Linked DNA regions of Mus musculus: region 2 is linked to region 1. Evidence: chromatin contacts called from public promoter capture Hi-C data. All regions are on one chromosome and are shown on one strand. The core of a region is the stretch at or near the end of the contact, and the rest is flanking DNA. Distances in the headings are between cores, read along the strand shown.

Region 1 (3,820 bases), core at 101-2,600:
GGAATTACAGAGCTGCCTGACAGGTCCAACATAGGCTGGGGTTGACTAGTCACAGACATCCTGTCTAGGGTCTGTTACATTTTTAGGGATCCACAAAACTATATTTTTGGAGCTGAGGATGTGGCTTGAGAAGACTGTTTGCCTAACGTTCATAAAGTCCTGGATTGAACCCCCAGTACCAAATAATCCAGGTGCAGTGGGTGGCCCACACCTGTAATCCTGGTTCTTGGGGAAGTATTGTAAGGAGAAAGGGGTTTGAAGTTATCCTTGGCTACATAGCGAGTTCAAAGCCAGCCTGAGATACATAAAATAATGTCTTAAAAATATTTATATTTTGTTAAAAGAGGAAGGACCCTTAAAAATAAAGTGTCTGAGACCATTCTGTGGTGATACTATGTGGGAGAGAGAGCTCCTTCCAAAGCTAACAACTCACCCTGGACTCTCGGGTATCTTCATTGTGGCTGAGGCAGGGGCACACCTGGCACAACAGAATGTGGCCACCTGCGCCAGAATTTGGCACAAAGGAGCCAATAAAACAAGACGATTTCCCAATGATTTCCGGGTCGGAGGAGATTCCCGGGTGCAGGCTGAGAATAAAAGGCTTGCAGACACTCTGGAGCAAAGGGCACTGTGGGGCTAGAGAAGCGATCGATCCATCCGAATCCTTGAGAAGTGTGAGACAAAGTAATGAATGCTATGTCCACGAGACTAGGAGAGGGAGAGTTCTATCTTTACAAACCATTAGACACGTTTCTTTCTATTTTTGCTGAGCAAGAAGCGTAGGCTCATTAAAGGTTGAGGAACTTGCTGGGATTGCAGAGATTGAGGTTTCCCTTGCTGCAGATCTGACCTATCCCTACTCCGTCACACATTCTGGGAACTCCCCTAAGCCATTGCGGAACCACGGGGAGGTCCAAAAGGGCAGAGTCCATGGAGACCGCTCTGTGGTTCCTCGTTGCTGTCCCGTCTTCTCCCTTCCTGCTCCCTGAGAAAATGTCCTACCAGAACAGATCCCAAGAAAGATCTACTTTCCTAAGCTTCAAGGCCGCTTTTTTGTATATTGATGTGTTTTGAGACAGAATCTCTGTATAGTACAGATGGGGACCGAACTCTCGATCTTTCTGTCTTAGTCTATAAGGACATGAAGGACAGTGGTCATTCCAAAAGCCCCCTGTTACTGCACGAGGTCTGGCTGTCAGGAATGAGGCTCGGCCCCTTTAAGTCCCAACTGGGAACGCCTCGGACTAGCTTCCCGGATCTGTTAACCCGGGAAGCTGGTGCTGCAGCGACCTCCAAGCTCCTGTCCCCGAGGTGCCCCGCCCTACGCGCCGGTTGCTTCCTGGAGCCACAGGGCCTCGGCGTGGGGAAAATGAGCCGCATCTACCAGGATAGCGCCCTCCGCAACAAGGCCGTGCAGAGCGCGCGCCTGCCGGGAACCTGGGACCCTGCCACCCACCAAGGGTAGGATGTGCTCTGTCCATCCGGTTGCTGGCCAGAGATGGGTTGCACTTTCTTCCGCGGCTGACCAGGGGTGGGTTGTACTCTGTCCACCGGGCCAGGGACTCCGCTACTGGCCAGAGGTGGGCTGTGCTTCCCTCCCCTTCCCACATTGTTAGCCAGATGTGGACTGGGCAAGGGAACTGCCAGGATTGGCTGAGTCGGGGCCCTGGCCCCTACTATGGCCAGCCGTAGTGGCCTGGGAGCATCCCTGGGGCCTGGGCTCCCTGGAGCATCCCTGAGGCCTCTGTCGAACTCAAGATCTGAGTCCTGCTCAAAGATTGATGGGGGTTGGGGGTGTAGGGGACACTGGGGAGAGAAACTGGGGTTGCCAAAACCACCCCAGGCATCCAGCTGGCTCTTCCCAAGGTCCCTGGCCAACACACGCTGGGAAGACAGATAAACTTGAAATTCCCGCCTGCAAGAATATCCACTGGAGGGATGCCCAGACTCCCAAATGGAACTACAGAGGCGGTGCTGGGGTTCCCACTGACCTCCGTCTTTTCCCCACACCAGGGCTCTAAACTCTAGCCATCTGTCACACTGCATCACTGGTGACCAGTTTGTGGTGTGGCAGGAACAATAGAGGGAGGGTGGGAATATCCGGAGGGTAATAAGCAGGATGGACAATTTCATTTACAGTCAGAAACAACAAGAATTATTCTACATGAAAGAAGCCAGGCCCAGAAAACCAAAATATCGCGTCATCTAGGAAGTGGAATCTAAAGTCCAACTCATAAGGTCTCCAGTGGAGCAGGTTCAGTCAAAGGGGGAATAAGTTCTGAGGATATAATGTATACATAAATTTGGTGGTGTGAGTCATTATGCAATGTGTACATATCAAGTTTTCTTGATAAATGCCTTCGATATAACCTGTCTTTGTCAGTTAAATATTTTTGGAAATAATTTAAGAGTAATTAGAGGCAAGGAATCCTGACCCAGCCCTCTTCCACAGTCTGTCTTCTTAGACCCACCCTTTTCCCCAGGTTAATGGTTTCAAAGTGGAAAGTCCCCAGGTCCCCAGGTCCCAGGTTCCCCTTTTATAGAATGATAAGGAGCCAGTTCTGGTTCTGGTTCCACTCTGTGTGGGATGCCGTGATTTTGGGCTAATTCCCACATCTCAGAGTCTCTAATTTCCAGCTGTCTGGTGACAATAGCCATCTCCTTGATGACCATGTAGGTATGAATGGGAACAGGAGCATGGAGGTTCTTTAAAGTGGGCAAAGCCACGTCTCACCAGAGGACCTGGGTTCCATTCTTGGCACCCGCAGCAGGGGACTCAAAACTGCTTGTAAGTCCAGCTGTTGGGGATTTGGTTCCTTCTCTGGACTCCACAGGCACCAGTACACACCAGTATACATGCTTATACTCACACAGTCACACATACTTCCACATAAATAAAAAATAATAAAAGCACCCAGGTGTGGTGGCTCACAACCTTAATCCCAGTACTTGGAAGGCAGAGGCAGGTTGGTCTCTGAGTTCAAAGCAGTTTGGTTTACTTAGTGAGTTCCAGGACAGCTAGAGATACATAGGGAAATCTTGTCTTTAAAAAAAGGGGGAGAGGGGCGCTGGAGAGATGGCTCAGCAGTTAAGAGCACTGACTGCTCTTCTGAAGGTCCTGAGTTCAAATCCCAGCAACCATATGGTGGCTCACAACCACCTGTGATGAGATCTGATGCCCTCTTCTGGAATGTCTGAAGACAGCAACAGTGTACTTATATATAATAAATAAATAAATCTTAAAAAAAGGGGGGGGGGAATGAAAAAGGAAACCTGATTTATTGTACCAAAGACACTTGCTCAGGTTGGGGTCTGGGAATTACCACTCAAACCATACATACACCAACCTTAGTTAAGCAAGAACAGTTTATTGAACACCCATCATAATACTGGACGTCCAGGTCCACAGGAAGGAAAAACCTACCAGTCTGTCCTCAGGGCAGGCTTTTTATAGGAAAAAACAGGTTCAAAAGTTTTAAGGCAAGCCGGGCAGTGGTGGCGCATGCCTTTAATCCCAGCACTCAGGAGGCAGAGGCAGGAGGATTTTTGAGTTTGAGGTCATCCTGGTCTACAGAGTGAGTTCCAGGACAGCCAGGACTACACAGTCTAGAAACCCTGTCTCGAAAAACAAACAAACAAACAAACAAACAAACAAACAAAAGTTTGAAGGCAAGCAGTGAAGTGGTACAACATTTTTTTTTTTTTTTTTTTAGACAGGGTTTCTCTGTGTAGCCCTGGCTGTCCTGGAACTCACTTTGTAGACCAGGCTGGTCTCGAACTCAGAAATTCGCCTGCCTCTGTCTCCCGAGTGCTGGGATTA
Region 2 (3,426 bases), core at 261-2,760, 970 kb before region 1:
CAGGGCCAGAAATGGACTGTCACTGTCCCGTGTGCCACACTCCAGAACCTCAGTAACACGGCCTCAGAAAACTTCCCTGGGCCTGGGGGATGAAGGCTAAGCTTAGGCAGTGCTTGCCGTGCAAGTATGAGTACTGAGTTCAGATTCCCAGCACCAAACGCAAAGCCAGGGGTGTGGGCCAGCACCTAAAATCCCAGCGCTAGGCAGGTGGAGAGAGGAGGGTCCCTAGGCTTGCTGCCCAGCCAGGTTTGAGTCAATGAGCTCCAGTTTCAGCAAGAGACCCCGCCTCAAAAAGTAAGGTGTAGGCTGGGGAGATGACGAAGTGGATAAAAGCACTTGCAGCCACAAGGCTGAGCTAAGTTCAGATTGGTAGAACCCACATGACAAACTGTATGTACTGACACATACATGCAATCAGTGTTCCTGTGGTGAGATGAGAGAGATGGATGGGAGAATAACCCAGAATCTGTGGGCCTGCTAAACTGGACTATATGACAGACAGCAGAAAGAAGGACACCCTGTCTCAAACAAAGCAGAAGGTAAGAACTGACCCAGTAAAGACAGCAAACCAAGTAGAGTGGCTCACATCTATAATCTGGTACTTAGGAACCTGAGACAGGAGGCTTGCTATAAGTTCAACTCAATCTGTTCTATGTAGGAGTTCCAGGACAGAGAGCTACATAGCTCATGTCCCAAACAAAATAAAAAGATTATGCTAGGCAGCACAAATGATGCAGTAAAGGGTCCAAGACCTAATACTCTATTCCATCAGTCACTCCTTGACTTAGTTTCTAATGAGTAAGTGAACTCTTGTGAACAGGAAATTGGTGTCCCCTCCTGCCCCTCCCACAATGCTGGGTCGGAGCACATATCTGCCCCTGATCATTCAGGGATGCCACTGATGACTGAAGATACTTTCCAAGACCAATAAGAACAGCTCTGGAAGGCAGAGTTCTGCTTCTCCACAAGTAGTATGGTTATTTCCGTTTTACACTAGAGAAGTCATCTGGCCCAGCAATCTTTCCACTGATCTGACCTACAGTATGATAAGCCAGGCCCTTTAAAGGGTACCACTACTAGGAGGCAGCTCCTCACTCCCTTCCCCATAATTCTGTCCCCGTTCTGGGCACAGAACTTGTCCAGGTTATCCAGTGTGTGCCATTTGTGAGCACAAAGCAGGGCAAACAAGGCTCAGATGGTTTGAGACAGGAGGTGACAGGATTCTTGAGTTCCTCTGCGGGATGATGCCAAACACATAGACTGCCAAAAGCAGGGCTTCTTGTTCTGCTTTAGCTTTAAGGAGAAGCTTTGAGGGCTGAAGTAACAACTTGATGGAAACACAGAAAGCTGTGTTGGTGGCCTTGGGAACCACCTTTGCTGGGGACGATGCCATAAGCACGCGAGTGTGGTGGGTTTCTAGGAGAAACCGGGATGCAAGGCTGTGTGGGCGGAGCCTGCGGGGCGGGGCTCTGGGGCGGAGCGAGCTCCGCTCCTCAGGCAGGCTCCGCTCCCGACTGTAGTTTAAAAGGCTGGAAGGCGGGCTTCGAGAACTAGTATCCTGAGAGTGCCAGAGAAGAGCCTGTTTGGCACAGCCATGACCCGGCAAGCAGGGAGCTCTTGGCTCCTCCGTGGTCTCCTGCTCTTCGCATTGTTCGCTTCCGGCGTCGCTCCCTTCAACTGGGATCTCCCGGAGCCCCGCAGCCGAGCAAGCAAGATTCGAGTGCACCCTCGGGGCAACCTCTGGGCGACCGGTAAGTGTTAGGGGACCCCCTATAAGCATGCCTCATTCTCCTTGGTCCTCAGTTTCCTTTTCAACACTTTGGAGGCTCTTGGTAGCGGAGCTCCTGCAGTCGCGGGGGGCTCATCAAGTTTAACAGATGGGAATCTTGAGACCCTAGACATGGCTAAGATAACCCACTCAGAAAGTTTAAGACAGAGATTAGATCCGGTTACCAGTCGGTTAGGCAGACTGACAAGTCTTCTCACCTCATGTCTTCTCTGCATCCATTTAGAGGCACCTTCTCCACTTCCTTCCCTGGCAGGTAGTCTCCCTGGTCCTGGGCTATCTACCCGTCTTCTATCCTCCAGCGGGTCAGGAAAAGCTCAGGATGTCAGCTTTGCCTCCACCCAGAGATCTGTGGCTTCTGAGGATAATGTTTCTTGTCTTCCCTCTGTGAGAGCCGAAAGGTCGACTAGACCAGAGCTTGCTGTGGTGATGGGGTCCTCATCTTGAGCTCCCATGTACCTTGGCACCTCCTTTCTTAGGTCACTTCATGGGCAAGAAGAGCCTGGAACCCCCGAGCCTGTCACTGGTGGGGACAGCACCCCCTAACACCCCGAGGGACCAGAGACTACAGCTGAGTCATGATCTGCTCAGGATCCTCCTGCGAAAGAAAGCTCTAGGCATGAACTTCAGTGGCCCAGCTCCCCCAATCCAGGTAAGCCCCCTCCCCAGTACCAGCATGGAAGAATTGCTGCCCAGCATGTCTTCAGGGTGGGACTGCCTAGCCAGACGGTAATGGATTCCAGAAAGCCAAGGTCCCAGGGCTCAAAGGGGGAATATCCCAAAGACTGGAAAATGACGCAGCAGCCAGACTACATGGGGGAAAAAGTTCCTCCTTGCCCATCCCCAGTCTGACGTCGCAGACTAGGAGTATTCTAGCTCTTAAATAGAGTGTTCTCCAGGCCACACAGCCTTGTCCACCCCAGCTGTCATTAGCCAAGCCCACCTTTGCCATGCCAGGCTGTGCTTGTGTCCCAAGCTGTGATCCCTACGGCCTTGAGGTGGAAGGGAAGTGACCAGTGGTGACACCTCAGAACCAGCCTGCTTTCCAGTCTCCCATCCACTTCCCAATGCCAGTGTTCCTGACAGTAAAGGCTCTGCAGGGCTGTCCTTTGCATTTGAGATGCTTAGCACATCCCTGGTCTCTACCCGCCAGAGGCCAGTAGCACATTCCCTTCTCACCAAGTTGTGATAACCAAGATTCCCTGCAGACCAAGAACAATGCACTTGCCTGCAGTCCCAAATGCCTCATAGGTTGAGGCAGGAGGATGGTTTGAGATCAGGAGTTTGGGAAAAACAAAAACCAAAGCCTTCGGACATGAGTGTCGGTGTCCCCCTGGTGGAAGTGGGCTTGACTCACTGCTGGTTGTAAAGCATTGACCTGTGGTGCTCAAGGCCTTGTGGTGCTGCCAGGTGGTGTGGCAGCTCCTCCGTTCTTGGCTCCTGCTGGTGTCCCCTGGTACTCATTGCTGTGTGCAGAAGGCAGTGGGATGGGTAGGATGCATGCTGGGGCCACACCTAGCTAACTAGCTAGGGGAACCTTAGAAATGTGTCTTCATCAAATAGAAACAACAGGCCCACCTCCCAGTAGATGAGATCATTTGTATCACGTGCAGTCCAGTTCTGGGCAACCAGAAAGCTCT

The links. Promoter capture Hi-C pulls out the DNA fragments that hold promoters and counts their contacts.
Region 2: a contact with region 1 is called in a promoter capture Hi-C map of pre-B cells, with 3 times the contacts expected there. The contact joins the promoter of Nmb here to the promoter of Arpin in region 1. A contact is called at or near these places in 3 of 39 promoter capture datasets (liver and pre-B cells), 1 of 115 datasets of contacts at active chromatin or transcription factors (pro-B cells) and 1 of 9 other capture datasets (liver).

Annotation. Positions count from the first base shown.
Region 1 is chr7:79,932,794-79,936,613 of GRCm38.p6, reverse strand. It overlaps Arpin (actin-related protein 2/3 complex inhibitor), which reads left to right and starts at 1,350. Exons shown (of 6, transcript NM_027420.4): 1 at 1,350-1,461. The coding sequence starts at 1,370. It overlaps Gm31966 (a long non-coding RNA gene), which reads right to left and starts at 1,175. Exons shown (of 3, transcript XR_391645.4): 1 at 434-1,175.
Region 2 is chr7:80,903,146-80,906,571 of GRCm38.p6, reverse strand. It overlaps Nmb (neuromedin B), which reads left to right and starts at 1,510. Exons shown (of 3, transcript NM_026523.4): 1 at 1,510-1,751; 2 at 2,266-2,438. The coding sequence starts at 1,595.